Regions from separate parts of the Mus musculus genome. Here region 1 is linked to region 2. A link is a contact called in public promoter capture Hi-C data. All regions are on one chromosome and are shown on one strand. The core of a region is the stretch at or near the end of the contact, and the rest is flanking DNA. Distances in the headings are between cores, read along the strand shown. Region 1 overlaps Gldc (glycine decarboxylase). Region 2 holds the start of 9930021J03Rik (RIKEN cDNA 9930021J03 gene).

The links. Promoter capture Hi-C pulls out the DNA fragments that hold promoters and counts their contacts.
Region 1: a promoter capture Hi-C map of neural stem cells shows a contact between it and region 2. A contact is called at or near these places in 6 of 39 promoter capture datasets (cranial neural crest, embryonic stem cells, frontonasal cranial neural crest and 3 more), 8 of 130 datasets of targeted methods (astrocytes, bone marrow-derived macrophages, craniofacial prominence and 5 more) and 1 of 9 other capture datasets (liver).

The regions. Positions count from the first base shown.
Region 1 is chr19:30,156,129-30,158,828 of GRCm38.p6, forward strand. Gldc (glycine decarboxylase) reads right to left here. Exons shown (of 25, transcript NM_138595.2): 3 at 2,386-2,521. Among named protein-coding and RNA genes, the nearest start is that of Gldc, 18 kb to the right of the region's middle.
Region 2 is chr19:29,804,687-29,807,386 of GRCm38.p6, forward strand. It overlaps 9930021J03Rik (RIKEN cDNA 9930021J03 gene), which reads right to left and starts at 1,323. Exons shown (of 8, transcript NM_172836.3): 1 at 596-1,323. The coding sequence starts at 1,188.

The sequences.
Region 1 (2,700 bases), core at 128-2,627, 350 kb after region 2:
ATAATCCCAACACTCGGGAGACAGGGGTAGATGGATCTCTGAGAGGTCCAAGCCAGCTTGGTCTACAAAGCAATTCCAGGACAGCCAGGGAAATTATAGTGAAAGCCTATCTCCAAAGAAGAGTAAGGAAAAAAAAAGCTATCAAAGAGTGGCTGGAGAGGCTGTTCAGCAGTTGAGAGCACTGCTGCTTTTCCAGAGGACCAGGTTTCAATTTCCCACATCCATCTGGTGGTCACAACCATCTGTAACTCCAGTTCCAGGGAGACTTTAAGTCCTTTTCTGGCTTCTCTGGGCACCAGACATGTATGTGGAGCAGAGAGGTACATACGGGCAGGCAAAAGACCCATACACATACAATTAAAACATTTTTTTTAAAAACTATTTTTTAAAAGGTTTTCAAAGTTGCCATGAAAGGGCTGCTGTCATACATACAGAAGTTTGCCTCAGTCAGGGAGGAAAAGTGTTTAAAACCATTTGTCCAAGACACTGCAGATGTTCCTCAGTGGTGTGAACACATGAGCTCAATATCAGGTACCAAGAGGAATAAAAAGAGGGAAAGAGGTGTGATCCATGGGTGTGTCTTAATTGACATTAATTCAAATGCATTCTTTTTCTAGATATACTGTAACGTGTATTTTAAAAGTATCTACATATCTAAAAAGGCTTATAGTTCTGAAGTAGGTTACTTGGAAATATATTCAACACGACATTGGCGTTTATTCTTAAATAACTAGTTTTCTCTATTATTTGAGTTATGATTTTGTTTTAGAATCAGAGAAAAAGTAGGGGGCTTTCAGAAGGGATCATAAAACTTATAAAAAGCTCATTTTAATCTTACTGCCAAGATTACAAACACCAGGAAGCCACAAGGCAAATGCCAGTGTTGACATTAGCTACTGACGTTCTCAGCAATGGATGTTTTGGGACAGTGGACCCCATGAGACAAGTTCTTGATCCAGTGCAGTTTCTTTTAGAAGCCCAAATGTTTGTATTCTTTCGAGTCTATGTGACCCATTTATTTTCACCTCACGTCACCGGAATTTGTTGGCTCCATCGCTATGGAAACCATTCAGAAGTATAATGTGGAGTGTACCACCCACGTGTTCACAGCCCTCCCTATCAGCATGAGCTGGGTGCGGCATCAGACTTCAGCTTCTGGATAATAACGCAAAGCAACAAAATTTAAAATGCACCCAAAGCCCGAGGCTGAAAAACAAGAGTATTGTCTCCCTCTCAAAACACTGGCTGCCCCCAAATTAATTAGCATACTCGCTCACAGCCAGAGAGAAATATGGCAGACATCCTGTATGGTCACTAAGAGCAAAGGCCAGAGGCCAGAGCCCAGGCAGAGAAAGCTGTAGCCCATTCATGGCCAAACAGGCTCTTTAAAAAAAAAAAAAAAGGTGGTGTAGGGAGAAAGGCTATTTGCTTTCGAAATCAACCAAGAGTTTACCATGCAAACTTTTACCAGAGCCACAGTGGAAAGAAAACAAGCCCTCAACTAATCAAACACATTGGCGAGCACATTCATCCACTGAAGAACTGAAACACTCTCCGTTTTTGATGGGCCTGCTTTCCTGTTCTCTTATTAAAAAGGAGCTAAAGTATAGAGCTGTGAGAATCTCCACACGGGTAGAGAGCAGACATGGATGTGTCCACAGATCTGGCTCCTGTCAAGACCAGCAGGATGATCCTGCAGGGGGAAAATGGCTTTCAAGACAACCTGACAACCTGAATTCCCCAGACCCCATGGCAGAAGAGAGCTGACTCCTGAAAGTTGTCCTCTAACACATATTAACCCCGCCCCTGCCCCCGCCTCCAGGAGCAGGAAAGAATTGTCTGACTAACAAGGGGTGATGGGAACAAGAAGCTGGCCATGCAAAGCACAGGCCTGTCCACAACACACATGTTCCCATTCTCGGTAAAATGGCAGCAATAAAGCTGATGTTACAGTCGTCACTCTTCTGACACCATGACTTCACTTCCATCAGCTTTGGACCAAGAAATGTGGGGCTAAGTGAGACATGAATACTGACACTTGTAAAACCCTGGCAACAGAATAAAGTCTGAGATGCAATATCGACTAAGTTCAGCCTAAAATGCCCCAGGGTCTCACCAAAGAGGAGTGAAGCCTTGTCCAAAAACAGCATAGAGATTCAGGTTGATTCAGGAAGAGATGACCAGATCTGGACTTTATGCAAATGGAAGGGGAAAAAAATCTATTTCAACACCCTGGAAGAAATTTCCCAATCAGAAGCCAGATGGATGGATTCCTGAACTGAAGTTTCGAGGGCAGCAGGGGGCAGGTGTCAGTGTGTGAGCCATGGGATACAGAGACCACAGATCTAGTATCCCTGTTCTCTAGCAAGGAGATAGACACATTACCATCCAGAATTCTCCAGTAAGTTCCGCAAAATGGTCTGGGGCACCGAGCAGTTGTAATAGCCCATGCCAATATACGACCTCCAGATCTGGTTCTTGCTTGCAATGGCATGCAGAGTCTCGAGGATTTCATTCTCACCTGATTGTGGGGGGAAAGGAAACAGGTTACCAGAGAAAATGCCCCAGCAGGAAGCCCCGCTTACAGTCTAAGAGTGTTTGTATCCGAACAGATATATGGAAAAATACCATCATCCATCCAACCATCACTAAATAATACTGCATATGGAAACTTGGCAGAAGGGGCCGCAGATTCCTCAG
Region 2 (2,700 bases), core at 73-2,572:
GCTTGTCTGGCATGCTTGAAACCCTCTGTTCTATCTAGCACTGGAAAAAGTCTCCGACAGGCCCACACCATGCAAGTCTAAACTTATGAAAGACGTTGTGTTGGTGCATTCATTTCTTGTCACTGAAAAAAAATTCAATTTCCTCATGAAACGGAAACATTTAATCACACTTAAATTCCAAATGGTTGAAACAGACAGTATGCTCGACTATCATTCCCTACGAGCAACATTATTTTTCTAAAGGTATCTCGCCCCACGTGCCGTTGTAAACTGTCTATAAGTGGCGGGTTCAACTTCCATCCTACAAAAAGGCTTTCGCCTTCTCCGGTAGGTCTTACGTCTTGAACCTTATCTACCTGTTATATCCGAGTTTGGGGTTCTTAGGACAGGGCTACCTTCTCGGCTTTGGCGTGGGTGCCCACCACACCCCTCCGGTCCCGCGCCCAGCGCGGCCGCTCCTCCTCCCGCGGTTCTAGCACCAACTCAGCACCTATCAGCGCCGCCCCCCAGGCCCTGGCCCAGCCCCTTCTCGGACACGTGTGTGGGTGTGTTTGTGTCGGTTTGTCAGTCCCACCGGGGACCCGAGCTCACTTACCGAGAGAGAAGCGCCAACTTCTGCTCCAGCAACATCTCCAGCTTCTGGCCCTGTTTGGAGATCCAGTGGTCGACACCGTGCAAGCGGTAGCAGGTCTCCAGCATCAACCTGAAGTCCGCCACAAACTCCGTGATGCCCCTGTACTGGCCGCTGGAGAACTTCTCCTCCATCTTCAACAGACACATGCCCTGGCTGGGCTGCTGCGGGGGGACGCGACTGCCCCGGCCCCCGCTGCGCCGCCCTTCGGCCACCTCTTCTTCCCCGGCGGCAACGCCCCCCAAGGGCTGCAGGAAAGGGGCGGTGAGGCCGCGGTGCTTCTCCTGCAGGAACTCGCCCAGGATGCGGTAGCCCTGCTGCAGCTCGTAGGTCAGCTCCTGCTCCTTGCAGCCACCGCCTGCGACCACCGTCGTCTCCGACGCCGCCGCTTCCTCCTCCTCGTCCACCGAGGAGGCACTCCTCCGGCGGACCAGCCCCGAGGCCCGGGCCGCCGCTGCCACCACCACCTCTTCCTCGTTCCCTTCTCCGGTCGGCGGTGGCGGCCGCTCCTCCTCCGCGGCCCGCTCCATCTCCCCCGGTGGCTCCGGCACGCTCATGCCCCCGGCAGGCCCAGGCTGGGTCGAGAGGAGCGGCCGCTCCGGGCACCGGGGGACGCGGGAGCGCGGGCCGCTTCCTCAGAGATCCGCGGCGCCGCGCAGCCCCTGCCGCATCGGGCCTTGCTCTCCTCCGTCGCCGGCCGGCCGGGGACCCGCGCGCGCGGGGGTCTCAGGCTCGCGCCCGAGGGGCGGGGTTACATGGCGCGCGGGGGAGGGGGGAGAGGAGAGCTAGGTGCCCTCCTCTCCCCTCCCCCCGGCGGCGCGCGGCCCGCGCCGGCTGCACGCTCCACACCCGGCCCGGCCCGCGGGGCCTCGGCGCCCCACCCCCTCCCGGGCCGACGGGGCGCTGGGAGGGGGCGAGGACTAAGAGGGCTCGGCTCCTTCCCGAGTGGGCCGCAGCCCCGGGCCGCCGCGGCTCCGGCTCCTCCTCTCCCTCACACCCCCTCCCGCCCCTGTCTACCTGCGGGGGGACCCGGGCAGGAGGAGGCGGCGCACGGACCGGGCCGGGCGACGACTGTCAGTTAGAAGCCCCGCTGGGCGGGAGGGGGCGAGGGGAGGGGAGGGGCGGGGAGGAAAGGGGGAGGGCACTCAGCCCCCCCGGCCGGGGAGAGCCGGGGAGAGAGGCGAAGAAAGAGCTGCCTCCGCCATGCCCGGCGCGCATGCGTAGTAGCACGGGATGGCCCCGCCCCGCTACGCGAAAGCCCTGGACTTGGCTCTCCCACAGGCTCGGAGGCCCAGGGTGTGGCGCGGACTAATGATGTCATCAATATGCGGACGTCTGTAAGGGGTGGGGTGGAGGGAGAAACAGAGCGCCTGCGCTGGCGCAGTCTGGAAGGTGAACCATAGACTGAAAGTTTCCTTTTGGTGAGACCCTTACTAGTTCTAAAAATTTTACTGTTAGTTTTCTCAAGGCAGTTACTAGATAACCTTTGTTAACACAAGTGAATAACGAGAGTGAACAAGATTCAATCCTCTCCGTTGTAAAATATTCTTTGTACCTCTCCTTCCTTGTGACTGGGTTTTGTTTTTTACAAAAAAAACAAAAAAAACCCCAGCGTTTAGAAAAGTTTAGAAAGAAAAATTAAGAGCTCCTCAAAAGAAGAGTGGTGGCCTGTAGAACTCTAGTTCTCGAAAGCGAGTCCTGTTTTCTATTGACTTTTAAAAACCGAAAAACACACGAGATCTTAAGTTCGGCTAAGAATTTAAGAGAATGCAATCTCACTAAAAAGTCTCCATATGTCTATTCTAAGCTGTACAGCTTGTCACTGGTGTGGCTTTAAAATCTCGCTACATATTTTTAAATGACTAAAATATGGACTCACTACATTAGTTTACTTGTTGCTTAAAATGACGGGGAAATTAATGAACCCCAAATAGATGTCACAGCTTTCTAATGCACATAATATTCAGACTTAAACTTGCTTGAAACTTGGAATGAAACATAAAACCAAAACTATAGAAATGCATCTTAAACATGATATTCATAACTAAATGGTTGAGATTATCTCACCT